Linked DNA regions of Mus musculus: regions 1, 3 and 4 are each linked to region 2. Evidence: chromatin contacts called from public Hi-C, HiCAR-type and promoter capture Hi-C data. All regions are on one chromosome and are shown on one strand. The core of a region is the stretch at or near the end of the contact, and the rest is flanking DNA. Distances in the headings are between cores, read along the strand shown.

What was found. Promoter capture Hi-C pulls out the DNA fragments that hold promoters and counts their contacts. Hi-C and Micro-C count contacts between places; a contact is called where the count stands out from the background. HiCAR-type assays count read pairs that join an accessible place to other places.
Region 1: a contact with region 2 is called in a Hi-C map of pro-B cells, with 7 times the contacts expected there. The contact joins the promoter of Nupl2 here to the promoter of Dnajc2 in region 2.
Region 3: a contact with region 2 is called in a HiCAR-type map of astrocytes, with 4 times the contacts expected there. The contact joins the promoter of Slc4a2 here to the promoter of Dnajc2 in region 2. A contact is called at or near these places in 1 of 484 Hi-C or Micro-C datasets (B cells) and 1 of 115 datasets of contacts at active chromatin or transcription factors (astrocytes).
Region 4: a promoter capture Hi-C map of pre-B cells shows a contact between it and region 2, with 9 times the contacts expected there. The contact joins the promoter of Rint1 here to the promoter of Dnajc2 in region 2. A contact is called at or near these places in 10 of 39 promoter capture datasets (3T3-L1-derived adipocytes, the C10 cell line, the HPC-7 cell line and 6 more), 4 of 484 Hi-C or Micro-C datasets (CD4 T cells, embryonic stem cells, erythroblasts and 1 more), 4 of 115 datasets of contacts at active chromatin or transcription factors (astrocytes, epiblast stem cells, large pre-B cells and 1 more) and 2 of 9 other capture datasets (adipose tissue and liver).

The regions. Positions count from the first base shown.
Region 1 is chr5:24,162,899-24,166,337 of GRCm38.p6, reverse strand. It overlaps Nupl2 (nucleoporin like 2), which reads right to left and starts at 1,375. Exons shown (of 7, transcript NM_153092.4): 1 at 1,135-1,375. The coding sequence starts at 1,261. It also overlaps a transcript of Klhl7 not described here.
Region 2 is chr5:21,783,297-21,786,507 of GRCm38.p6, reverse strand. It overlaps Dnajc2 (DnaJ heat shock protein family (Hsp40) member C2), which reads left to right and starts at 1,343. Exons shown (of 17, transcript NM_009584.4): 1 at 1,343-1,519. The coding sequence starts at 1,456. It also overlaps a transcript of Psmc2 not described here.
Region 3 is chr5:24,423,712-24,426,912 of GRCm38.p6, reverse strand. It overlaps Slc4a2 (solute carrier family 4 (anion exchanger), member 2), which reads right to left and starts at 1,681. Exons shown (of 23, transcript NM_009207.3): 1 at 1,478-1,681.
Region 4 is chr5:23,785,855-23,789,365 of GRCm38.p6, reverse strand. Rint1 (RAD50 interactor 1) reads right to left here and starts at 1,655. Exons shown (of 15, transcript NM_177323.4): 1 at 1,484-1,655; 2 at 1,031-1,076. The coding sequence starts at 1,525.

The DNA.
Region 1 (3,439 bases), core at 126-2,625, 2.4 Mb before region 2:
GAAAGTGGTATCTAATTGAGTGCCAGACAAAGTGACAAATCAGAGAAAAATTTGACAGAATAGGATATGCCCAGCTCTCACAGGAGGAGGAACAGGAAGCTACGTAAGATGGAGCAGAGCAGAGGGAAAGAGAGAGGTATTTAAGGCCCAAATGTGGGCCTTAAAATTACAAAGCATTCTTTTTCTTTCTTTTCATTCTAAAGTTTTATTTGTATTTTTCCCCTAATTATCTATCTACTGAACATTTACTTGCAAATTACTACATTTAAAGTAGGTTTCCAGAGACCAAATGGCAAACATTCCTCTCAGCAGTCCCTGGGAGTATACCAGTATCTATCGGAACCTGACTCCTAATTTGGAGTCTTTCACTAGAAGCATTGTAGATGATACAATCTGTCTCCTCCACGAAAAGACTGGAAATATGAAACCAGCATGAACACAGGGGCTGGAGGAGCCTTAAAGAGAAGGGGAAAGAGAAGCACCCACTGACAACGTCACGAACTAGGTTCCACTGGGCAGTGGTAGCACATGACTTTAATTTCAGCACTCAGGAGGCAGAGGCAGGTGGATCTCTGTGAGTTCAAGGCCAGCCTGGTCTACAAAGAGTTTTTCAGGACAGCTAGGGCTGTTACACAGAGAAAGCCGATCTCTGAAAACCTAAAAACCAAAACAAACAAAAAACTAGGTTCCAAAATTAAGAGAACAAAACGTATTTATCTGACTTCTAAAACCTTGTTTTGTGCTGGTTTAATGTCTAACCCCTGAATACCCTTTCCACAAAACTTGTAAGGTTCTTGACCCAGTGTCGGAAGCTACTAACTAAAGCCCAGATTTTAAGAGCTTGTGATCACGGACAAGGAAGGGGAAAGAGTAGAGAAAGGGGTCTGAATGAACCCACGTGAATTCTCCCTACCACTGCCATTCACCAAAAAGGAGGTTTTGATGAAGATATCTCTAATTTAAAAACGCAGTGTTTGACAGGAGCACCCAAGTCCAAACGCCTGTCCACGTGTGACGATCAGAAACGACTTGTCAAACTACTGGGGGTGAGACGTCGCATGCCAGGGCAGGGGCCCGGGGTGGAGGTGTGCGTCCGCAGCAAGTGGCCCTGGCTCAAGGCTCCCAGACCGTCACCTGAGGGTGGCTGCTGCTGCGGTGGCGGCTGCCGAGCCCCGCCCGCACCCCGGGCGCCGGGATGCTCGTTCCAGCAGCGGTCTCCGAAGCGGCACCGGCCTTGAAGGAAAAACTGGCATATGGTCATGGTAGCGCCGTCCCAGCTCGACCCTGCTCGCGGTCGCCGGCGAGGGCCCAGGCTCCAGCAACCGAGGCCCGGCTAGTGTGACGTCATCGCCCCGCGCCCAGAGGCTCTGTGACCAGTGTGCCGTGAGCCGCGTGGGCTTTAGCCAATGGGATTTAAGAAGAGCAGAGCTGTCAGCGCTCGGGTATGCTGAAATGGGACGCGGTCGTTGGATCCCTGACCCGGACCCGGACCCGGACCTGAACCCGGACCCGAATCTAGAGAATACCAGATATAGCAGACAACCAGCAACCCTCTAGTTGGCTGTATACAGTCTGCGAGACTCATTCGTTCTTTACATTTACTTGGGGGGGGGGGAGGTAAAAATGGGCTTAACAACGAAAAAAAATCTGTTTATCAAGAGAGATTATTTACAGAAAGCCAGCTGTAACCAGGAAACAGGACTCAATGCAGGCGAAAAGCATCTATTAGTTTCTTAGTCGGTAATGTCTTAAAATTTCACGTAAATGTTGCCTTTTGAAATTTCATCAGGAAAAATGACAAAGAGTAAAACCGACACAGAAGCAGCCCGATTTTCCTCAGGAGCAGTTTCAGATAAAGGTTTTCTGAAAGTATCCAATTTACTGTTTTTTGTTTGTTTTGTTTGTTTTGTTGAGATACGGTCTTACTAGCTGGCCTCGAACCCACAGAAATCCACCTACCTTAGTGCTAAGATCAAAACCGTACACCCACTACGTTTCATTTATTATCTTTACAGTTCTCATGCAGGACCCTGTATCAGTATAAAACAAGTACATTATATAACAATGAAATGAAATTGCTCTTGGAAATTAAAATTGGAGAATGGGGATAAACTAAGAGTTGAAGGCAGCTTAGAGACTCCTCAGACTCAAAGTATACCTTGAGTCTCATTTTATATTTTGGTTATGCTAGAGGATGGAGAGATCAAAAGCAAAACTCTAACTAGTAATCCTAACACTTGTGATGGTAAATACTGTCAACTTGATTACTTTTAGAATCACCATAGACACAAATCTCTGGACTTGGAGGGTCAGACTTAGATCCCCATAGATACACACCTTTGAGCATGTCTGTGAAGATGCTTTCACAAAGGTTGAACTGGAAAGATGTACCCTTAATGAGGACTGCATTCTCAAAGGAGTGGGCACACACTGAATAAAAAGGCAAATTCAAGTTGAACATCCATTGCTGTTGCTAGACTGCAAATACAATGTGCCCAGCTGTCTCATGCTCCTGTTGAAATCCCGTCCAAGCTGTGCTAGACTGTACCTTAATCTGTGAGCCAGAATCAACACATGCTTCTGAGGTTGCTTTTACCAGGGTTTGTCATAGTAATAGGAAACACAATCTAGATAGCTCTATATGTAGGTGTAATCTAGCATGGTCTCAGTCATCCTCCTGCCTCAGCTTACCAAAGTGAGAACTGCCACTATTTTGAATCTTCACACCCGCCCACAACAAATTGAGTTATGTTTAAAAGGAGTAAAACTGGTAATATCAGAGTGAAACCTTAAAAATCTTTGGAGGAAAAATTAAGGGGTTCAAAAGGATCAATCAGGATTTAATGCTGCAACCCACAAAATGCTCTTTCATAATACCAGTTTACTGAAGTTTAATGAGAACTGGTTTGGTGCCATATTGGATGGAGTAAATTGGATTTTACCTAATGCAAACAGTCAAAAAAGAATATAGATTTAGTTGAATAACTTTATTAAATGGCACATTTTGATATTGGTGTATTAAAATGCCTCATGACTCAAACATTTTCATGACACTATAATGACAAGTTTTAAAAACTAGACCACAGAGCCACAGTTACTGTTATAATATGGAACAAGTTTTGTCTACTAAACATTCATACTCAAATTGTGATTCTCAAAAGTAAAACCCATGTATCATCAAAATAAAGCACTTCAAAGGACAGAACACTGACAAACCCAGTATCTACTGAAATGAAAGCAGAGTACATTATAGGAAAGGAACTTTTTGAAAAAGTAATGAAATGTACTTTATATACAAAGAAATTTGAATACAAAGCAATTTGTATATGAAGTAATATACTTTGAATAGTTTACTTTTACCCATTATCCTTTAGAATTGTGAATGATAGTTCTGGTTTGGGGGAAGACGTGTTCTTATTAGGAACATGATACAGGTTAT
Region 2 (3,211 bases), core at 94-2,593:
GGCGGGTAGTTTATTTCATCTCTAAATAGTTTGCCTCGCAAGACTGGAAAGGCGCTACAGAGCAGGCCTTGTAGAATGCCTGGCAGTTTGGACGCAGTTAATTGGTGGCTAGATCTACAAATTGAATAAAGATAATGCATTTCTGTTAGGGAGTGTGTATCCAGGTTATACAAAGATCCACAACAAGAAAGGAATCTGGTTGTTATGACAGGAAAGGAGGAGGGAAGATTAAAAGATAGAGGGAAGGAAAGTAGGTAAAGAATTTGGACATATTTCTCTAGAGGAGATACACAAATGCCAATAAACGGACGCATGAAAGGATGTTAAAATCAAAAGCACGTCATTCTCTTTAGGATGGTTCCTCCTCCTCCTCCTCCTCCTCCTCCTCCTCCTCCTTCTCCTCCTCCTTCCCCTCTCTCTTTCTCTCTCTCCTTCTTAAGACTGGCTCTGCGTGGTCCTGGCTATCTAGCAACAGATCAGGCTGTCTGAGAACTTAGAGGTATCTGCTGCGACAAAGGCTGTGCGCCACCATGACCGACCCATGGATCACTATTATGTTTAAAAAGAAAGTTTGACCGGATGTTGAAAAAAAAAATAGATGCTGTTTACACTGTTGGTGTAAAATACTGCAGTGCTTGCGAAAAACTGAAAATAACTAAAATAAAATCTATATAAACTAGTTATCCTACTGCTAAATATCAAATGCCAAAAAGTTGGAAATAGGATTTCAAAGAGATCCGTGTACAGCCCTATTTATAGCTGCATTAGCAAAGGCCAAATGAAGAATAACCCAAGTACCCAAATACATAAGATGGGTAAACAAAAATGTGGTTATGGGAATATAGTATTATTTGGCCTTAAAAAAATAAATTCTGTGACCATTATACTAGTGAATACACCGCTCACATAGAGACAATGTTATAATATATAACATTATTAATATAACAATACAATGATATATAGTTATATGATTCCACTTTTATGAGGTACCTAGAGATTGGTGGTAGCTCAGCACTTGGGAGATTTAAACAGGATATTCACAAGTTAGAGGCCGGCCTGGGTGACAAAAGTGAGTGAAGTTCTTTTTCAAAATTATTTCCTCCGTCTTGCTCTCACGTGAAAAAACAAACAAAAAAACAAAACAAAAACCAAAACAATCCTTTTCACGTAGGAACTGATGCGTCTAGGAACTGTTCCTTCGAGCTCCTTGGTCTCCGGTCGGTTTAGAGTCACAGAGGAAGTAGGCGGCCGCGCGCATTGGCGCGAGGCCGTGGGGGTGGGGTTGGCGGCCGCGCCGTGCGAGCCCCATCCCGGAAGTGCTCACTGGTCGTCTCCATGCGCCGGCTCCGGGGCGTAAAGCCTAGGCGCGAGGCTCAGACCACAGGTAGTGCGGACGCGGAGGGCCCTGCCTGCCGGCCGTGAGCCGCGGCGTCCGCGGGACCAGCCCCAACCAGCATGCTGCTCCTGCCGAGCGCCGCGGAGGGCCAGGGCACCGCCATCACCCACGCTCTGACCTCCGGTACGTGCCCACCAACCCAGTTTCCGCCCTGCCTCGGGCGCCCCTGCCCCAGCCCTGTCCCTAGCAACCCCTGGCTCGGTAGCCTTGACCCCGGCAATCTGCTCCGGGACTCGGGGGACTGTGACGAGCCCCTGCTGCTCAGTGCTGTAATTTGAAGTGTCCCCGGTTTCTCGGAAAGGAGGGTGGGGGCGTCTTCCTTGTGCACCTGTGGTTCCTTCATCCTGGTGAGGCTGCTGACTCACGGAGCGGGCTGAACAGCTGAGGACCGAGCCCTCCTGTACCCCGAAAGGCCCCCTAAGGCACCCCCCCTGCCCACGGCGGAGCGACCCCGCTGCACGCACCCGCGTGCCGGGAGAGATACAAAGCCTTGTAAACGCTGTTCAGCCCTTCGCCTCCACCTTTGCTCCCGGCTGTGTATTTTGCTTGTCGGAACTCAGAACTTCCTCATTCCGTTGGAAGCCCCCTGTGAATGCTCCTGGACAGCTTGGCGTACACCAAGGATGGTTAAAAGCACAACTTAGCCTCCTGCTGTAGGGGTTTTGGTTTATAGCCCTGCACGCCAGAAAGTATTTCAAGTGTCGGGTCTCTCATTTTAATGATCTACATTAATTCCCATAGCCGCTTACCGTGGGCACTTGTTGAATATAATTTTTAAATGTTTCCCATGGCACGTGTTGCGTTTGTGTGTCGCGGTAATCCTGTAGTGAGGGAAAGGCTTCCAAGACACGGTTTTGAAAGCCACGCCCCCGCTACTCAGCCGGTTCATTTTCGCGTTTGACTCCTCTCCTGTGTTAGGTGGAGGAAATCTTAATATCATAAGCCAGTTAAAACGTGAAAAAGAAAGGGTCTTAGAAAATGATGCCCACAAATTGTGCACCAGAAAATTGCCCTTTGATTTCTTAAGAAATTAAAATTATGATCTTTTTTCCTGACACAGATTACCATTTTTTAATTTCTGTTATACATATCTACAGTTATTTATTCCATGTTACTTTCTCTACAACAGTTTAAAGCTTTAAAACTGCATTCGAATATTCTAGGAACTGGGTGAGATAGGTATTGTTTCCATCCTGAAATGATTCAATCTGTTTCAAGAAATTTACAGTTCTAGATTAAAGCCCTGAAATTCTGGGTTTACATCCAGCCTGTGTTATTAAGACATAGAAACGGTAATGAGTTCTCAGCATTGGCTTGGAAAATTGTCTATTTCAACAGATTATTGTTAGAGAATCCTTAGAATTATTAACCATTTTAATAGCTAATCTGTTAATAATTAAGATCGCATGAGTGTGCAGTCTTTGTTTTTTGGTAGCTTTTTATCATTTTTTTTATTACTATTACTCGTTTCTTGCCTTCCCTTCTCACATCATCAGGAAAATATTGATTAGCTGCTGAAATTATTTTCTTATGCTTAAAAAAAATAACTGATCAAGTGTTTTTGAGTGCCACACAGCATGTGTGCAGAGATCAGAAGAAAAGTCCATGGAGTCAGGTCTCTCCTACCTTCATATGGGTTCTGGGCATTGAGCTCACCTCATCAACCTTAGTGGCACATCAACTGGAAGAGACTGCTGGAATAAAAAGATGTTACCAATGATAATTTGTTACCCAGGGTGCAACTGGGATTTTTATAGTTGGTGGTTTTAAAATTATATTCTGACATCATTGTTCTGCTCTCCCTAAGAAACTGTG
Region 3 (3,201 bases), core at 432-2,931, 2.6 Mb before region 2:
GACATAAGACAGAAACAGCCTCCCCAGTGCAGAACAGGAACCCAGCTCCACTCACTCAGTAGGAAGAACGGAGAAGCTGGACAGCGAGCTTATAATGGGGGAGGGGCACGTGACATCGTCAAGGGGGTGGGCACAGAAACCCTGAGGGGGCAGTCTCTCTATTCCTTCCCTCCCTAGCCCTGGGCCAGGAAAATCTGAGTGGCAGGACGGCAGGACAGCCCTCCTGACGATGACTGTAGGTTGTGAGCTGTGATGGGGGTAGAGGGAACCCAACCAGTGCAAACTGGGGTGCCCATGCACACTGAGGGCACACCCAATGCTCTCTAAAGGTAACAATGCTAAGCTGCTCAGGTGTGCTGCCGATGTGTGGTTGCCTGATTTATGGCTACCTTGGCAATGAGATGGGGTCAAATAACAGAGGTCTGGGGGGATCAGCCCAGGGTGGGGAGTCTGGGCCACACATTCCTGGCAAGAACTCCAACTCAGCTGACTGCTCTTTCCACCTCCCCCCTAAGCAGGCCTTCAGCCAGGGCCTGTCAGTGTGGGGGAGAGGTGTGAGGGAGGGGACCTGGTCTAGGGGGGTATAGGGAATCTGTGTTCACCACCTGCAGGTGCTCACTCCCACCTCCAGGCTTTGCCCTCAGTGTGTTTCACCACCAAGCCCTCCTCCCTCTACCCATGCCCCCCTCCCTGCTGTCGTAGAATACAAAGCAGCCTCTGTCCAGAGCATCGGTACCGATAATCCTAGTGGGGGCACATTCCCCGGACCAGCCCCGACGGGCCCGAAGGATTAGTGTCTCTCCCCCAGCCCAAGGGATTAGCAGTCCGGACCCCCACTCGAGCATTAACCATTCCCCAAGTGAATTCGTACATTCCACAGCTCTTGGCTGTGGGGCTGGTGGGGGGCGGAGAGAGTTTGATAAAACGGACCCAGATTTGAAGCAGCGCTCCCTCCACACCCAAGCAAGGAGTTCCCTACAGAAGAGAAGGCAGTCCCCTAGGACTCAAACTTCAGGCTTGTCCTTCCCACCCTCACCCAGCTGCTCCCCCTTCTGTCTGACCTCTTGTCCTGACCTGACCCGCCAACCCTTTTCATGGCTCCATCTCTCAATCCCGAGATCCGAGGAGTTGCGGTCCCAGGCAACCCACAAAGTGGCGAGTTTCTGGGGCACAGGGTCGTCTGGAACCCTCACGGGAGTGGGAGAGCGAGCTGAAGGCAGTAGCTCCCTGAGACTACCCGCTCCTGGTGACAGGGGGCGCGGCACCTTGGCTTTAGGTAACTCTTAAGAGGCGGACCACGGAATCTCGCTTCCGACCCGTACTCCCACTCGCCTCCCCATCCTTCTCCCTAAAACCTCGCTCCCTGCGCCCCAGTCCCCGCCCTTTCCTCCAGTTCCACTCCCTCGGCGCCCGAGTCTCCAGTCCCCCCCCCCCCTCCGCGGCCCTCACCCTCCCTCTCCGCCACCTAACTGCTTACCCGCTAGCTCTAGATTTCGTGTCCCGGGGGTCTCCGGGTCTCCCCTGATCCTCCGGAACCCTCGCGCGCTCCCGACGATTTCCCGGTGCCCACCCCGGGGCGCGCCCCCGCCGCTCCCAACTTCTCCCAACTCAACTTTCCCCCGCGCTGCGGGCAGGCCAGCCTCCAGCGTGCGCGCCCCCCGCAGCGCGCCGTGCGCGCCCCCGGCGCGGCTAGCTGAGAGGCGGAAAGCGGACGCTGAGCCTCCGCGGCGGGGGCGCGCTCCCAGGCACAGCCCGACACCGCCGACACCGCCGGCGCGGCCTTCCGGCTGTTCCCCCCCCCCCGCCACCCGCGGCGAAGCTCCGGGCTCGCCTTCTCTTAGCTTTAGTGAGCCACCTCTGTGAGGAAAGAAGCCAGCTTTACGTTGGGGATCGAGGGCGTGGAGTAGGCCAGGAAATTGAGATGCAGGGAGTCGAACTACAGATTTTTTGACGTTAAGGTTCTGCAGAGCCCCCGCCCAAATAACACCACTGAAACACCAAGAAAGCCCCGGTGTCTGCTTGAGAGAACGGGTGGCAGGCGAATGTGGAGTAATGAGTGGGTGGGGTTGGGTGGCCAAGACCCTGAACTGATGGAAAACAAGACAACTTGTTGAAGATTCCTCCCTTTCGCTAGAACTACCTCCGGGCTAAATGGAAACCTATTCATAGCTGACACCTCTATTTGAAAGACCCTTGCGTGTCATCATGTTTTCTCAACTAAGTTATCAATTATTTCAGATAAAGAATACACTTTATGCGTCTTCAGTCTGCCACGTGGGTAAATCACAATATTGTTTATGCAAAAGCACTCAGATTTAAGTGAGTTAATTGACAAACGGTTAGCGCCTACTCTGGTTCCGCGCTGAGGAATGCTGTTTGGGGCCATTTTCGCCCGGTTCACAGCCCTCAAGAATGCAATCATGAGACAATTAGAGAGTAGTGCAAGAAAATCTATAATCAACTCCTTTATAGGATGAGGTAAAGGCTGCTTGCTCCAAGTGTAGCAACTGTCTGTGGTCTTGTCTGTTGAGGGAAGTAACTGACCTGCCAGTCTTCGTGGGCCACACCCTGGCTGACTCCAGTGGGCCTGCTCTGAAGACTGGGATCTGGGGGACACCCAGGCTCCAGTCAGCTGGCCTCGGCATGTCAAAGTGGAGCCGCTGGAGTCCGGTGGGTTTCGAGACGATAAAATGGGCCCAGCAGAAAGAGGGGACTCTGGCGTGTGTCCTTCCACTCAAATCCAGACTCTAACGGGGCACACCTGTCTCGCTGCCCAGCCCTGTGGTCAGCTGGTCCCTGTGAGGTCATCAGCAGTAAGACATCGCTCAGAATCATTCCCCAATCAGTCCTGGGGTCACCAGGTGGCCTAGGAGAGGTGAAAACTAGTGCTGAAGCTGTCAGGAGGTCGCTGGTGACTCAAAACACCCAACCAGGTCAGAGCCGGGCCAACAGCGCTCGGGATCTAGGCCGTCAAACGCAAACTTCAAGCAGAGAGCACCCCACCCCCACCCTCACTGTATTCTGGAACGCGTAGTCCCGGAGAGGCCCTTTTCTGGAAGGCTGTGAGCACAGAAAAGGAATAATAACAAGAGCGGGGCACACTGGGAGCCTCCGCGCCTTGGCGGAGACGCCCGACACGCGATGCTTCCTGGGAGTTGAAGTTTAAGGTTTGCCTCCGCGATGGAAACGAGTCCCTGGAGT
Region 4 (3,511 bases), core at 406-2,905, 2.0 Mb before region 2:
AGAGCAAACTTCCTCCTGGGAGCCACATGGAAATGTGGGCACCCTTTCTCTTACTGTCAAGGTCACTGAGCTTAACTGTTAACATAAGGGCTTTTTAAAAAATACTTCAGGCTGGAGAGATGGCTCAGAGGTTAAGAGCACTGACTGCTCTTCCAAAGGTCCTGAGTTCAGGTCCCATCGACCACATGCTGGCTCACCATCACCCATGATGAGATTTGACGCCCTCTTGTGGTGTGTCTGAAGACAGCTACAGTGTACATAGATATAATAATAAATAAATCTTTAAAAAATACTTCAAAAGCTCCTAAAGAGGTTGGGCATGTGACATCTGTGAAATAGAAGACTGTGGATCTGGAGTCCAAGGTCATCCTTAGTCACACAAAAGTCTGGGGCGAACCTGGGTTACGCTCCACCTTGGTTAAAGAGAGAGAGAGAGAGAGAGAGATTGAGAGAGAGAGAGAGAGAGAGAGAAACAAAAACAGCCCCTTCAGGGTGCTGGATTCCTAATAACCTGCTACGCTTATCTCAAGTGAAATAACAAATATCCAGGAGTCTGACATAGTTTCCTGTCCTAGGTACTGGGTCTTTTCCATGTCACCTACCCAGACCAAGCCCTGGGACCTAAGGTGTGGGCTACCTGCAGCAAACTGTAATTACTTACTCACTGAAGGCAAAAGTACAATTAACCTATTATCAAACCTCTTCCTAGAACCCAGTAACAGTGACCAGCATAACCCCTCTAAATACCTGATAACGAGCTGACAGTTCATTAAAATGGCAGGTCCCAGTGAAGCCAAACCAGTCACTGTCCTAGGAAGGAGCGTCAATGTGCTCTTTCTATATTTCACAGTCTTAGAGAGACAAAAGTCCACGTGCAAAGATAACTAATATTTATTACTGTTTAAACATTGTACAGAAAGAATACTCCATTGAAAAGATAGCAGACTAAGAAACTCTTTTGCAGACTCTGAAAAGGCGAGCTTCGAAGGGCAGCTAGACAAAAAGAACTAAGGGTTTAAAGCCTGCTTACTTTTCACGTCTGTGTTCTTCGTTTCGTCACCACTCTCGGGGCAGCACTGGCAGAAAAACAGGTGTGGCAAACAAGTTAGACTGAAGTAAGTGGAATTCATACAGCGCTCCGAAAGGTCCCATACTGACGGGCGGAGAGGTCCTAGGCGCCTCTCCCAGGGGCATGCCTGACACTACTGCCACCTTCCCAGAGGTCTGGACCACCTCCCCAGGGTCCGAGTTACTCTGCCCGGGCACCGAGGCCACTTTCCCGCCAACTCTCAAAACTGTCATCTTCTGGGACATCGGACATTGCACTGTGACTACCTCCCCAGGGACTCCCTTGCCTGCTTCCGGCCGTGGGAACCACCGCCAAACCACTTCCAAGGTAACCTGTCCCCGGGGCGGAGGTGGGGTCTGTGCCACCTCGCAGGGTCACCAGCGTCCCTTCCCCGGGTTTCCAGGGACGCCTCACCGGGGCTGCCGGCACTTCGCCGATATCGTCAGCCGCAAGCATCCTGCCTCCGCACGAATTCTGGATTCCATGCACCGCCAGCCCGGCCTGCAGAGTCCGGCTAGGGAACACACAGACTGGGCGACCAGACCAGCCTTCTGGGACGCAGGGTTGAGCGCCACCTCGACTTCCTATCACCGACTCTCTGGTTCCGTTCTCTTGGCCTAGAGAGGCATATCTGCGCGCCGCTGTCCTGTTCTGTGGCGCCCCCTGCTGGTTGGATGTCATGTTGGCCGCTCAGGGAACCTGGCAGCCCTACTGCTTCCCAGGCTGCTGAGTTCTGTGCAGGAGCTCTCTCCACTTCTTTGGAGTTACTAAAAATAAAATTCGGCCCTGGCATGGTGTCTCACACTTGGAATTCCACCGTTTGGGAGGTGAAGGCGGGAAAACCAGTAGTTCAAAGTCAACTCCAGCTACACACTGAATTCAAGGAGGGGAGAGGAAGGAGGGGAGGAGAAAATACTCATGATACCCTTAGGATGGTGAGCCACAAGTCGGGAGCGGAGGCGGGAAGATTGCCACTAGTCCCTGCCAGCTTGCTCTATAAAGTGAATTCGGTATCAGCTAGAACAACACCTATCTCAAAATGGCTCAGCGCATAAAAGCATTTGCCACCAAGACACCGGAGTTCCATACTTGGCCCACGTGGTACTAGGTAGGAGTGTCAAAGTGCTCTTTCTATATTTCACAGTCTTAGAGAGACAAAAGTCTACGTGCAAAGGTAACTAATATTTATTTATTTATTTATTTATTTATTTATTTATTTATTTATTTATTTATTTTTGGTTTTTCGAGACAAGGTTTCTCTGTGTAGCCCTGGCTGTCTTGGAACTCACTCTGTAGACCAGGCTGGCCTCGAACTCAGAAATCCGCCTGCCTCAGCCTGTAACTAATAGTTATTACTGTTTAAGCGTTGTACAGAAAAAAATACTCCATTTAAAAGGTAGGGACTAAGTAACCTCTTTTGTAGACTCAAGAGTAAGCTTTGAAGGACAGCTAGACAAAAGGAACACTCCTTCATATATTTTCGAACTGGAAGGTCCAGATCTGTTTGTAGGAGGGTTGAAACATTCTGGGAGTCAGACAGAGAAAGAGCACTCAAAATCTGGCATCCAGTTTGCTGGGCAAAGCCCCCTAAACCTCTACTGTTTTCCAGGGAGGAGGAACTGAATTACTTAGAAGCAAGGGATAGGTAGAGAACATGGAAATTTGACAGGCAAACCCTGGAAGGCAATGCCTTTGAGACCAAACAAATGGGGAGAAAACAGAAAAAAAAAAAACAACAAGCAAACAAACAAACAAAAATCTTTAGAGGAAACAGAAACTACTCCGTGAGAAGAAAACTCACTGAGGTGTAGACATACATGCAGACAAAACACCCATACACATAAAATGAAAAAAAATAAATAAATAAGAGCCGGGTATGGTGGTGCATGCCTTTTATCCCACAACTCAGGAGGCAGAGGCAGGTGAATCTTTATGAATTCAAGGCCAGCCTCATCTACATAGTGAGTTGAAGGATAGACAGAGCTATATAGTGAAACCCCGTATAAACAAACAGACAGACAGACAAACAGGATCTGGAGAGATGGCTTCAGCAACTAAGAGTACTAGCAGCTCTTTCAGAGAATCCAGGTTCACTTTCTAGCACCCACGCAGCAGCTGACAGCTCTCTGTCTGTAACTCAATTCTAGGGTATCTGACTCTCTCTCTGAACTCTCTGGACACCAGACACACACCTGGTATACAGTCACACATACAGGCAAACATCCACACACTTTAAAAAATAAAAATAATAAAATTTAAAAATTTAAAATTAAAACAGGATCTAGGCTATATTATACCATATAGCTGTATCTGAGTCTGCTGACCTTAGGACATTAAGGTATTAATTTACCCTAGCCCCAAGAATGTGCAGCTGTACAAGAATTAGTGAAATGGGCTAGGCATGATGCCACAAGTTTATAATTGCAGTGCTTTTGAGACTGA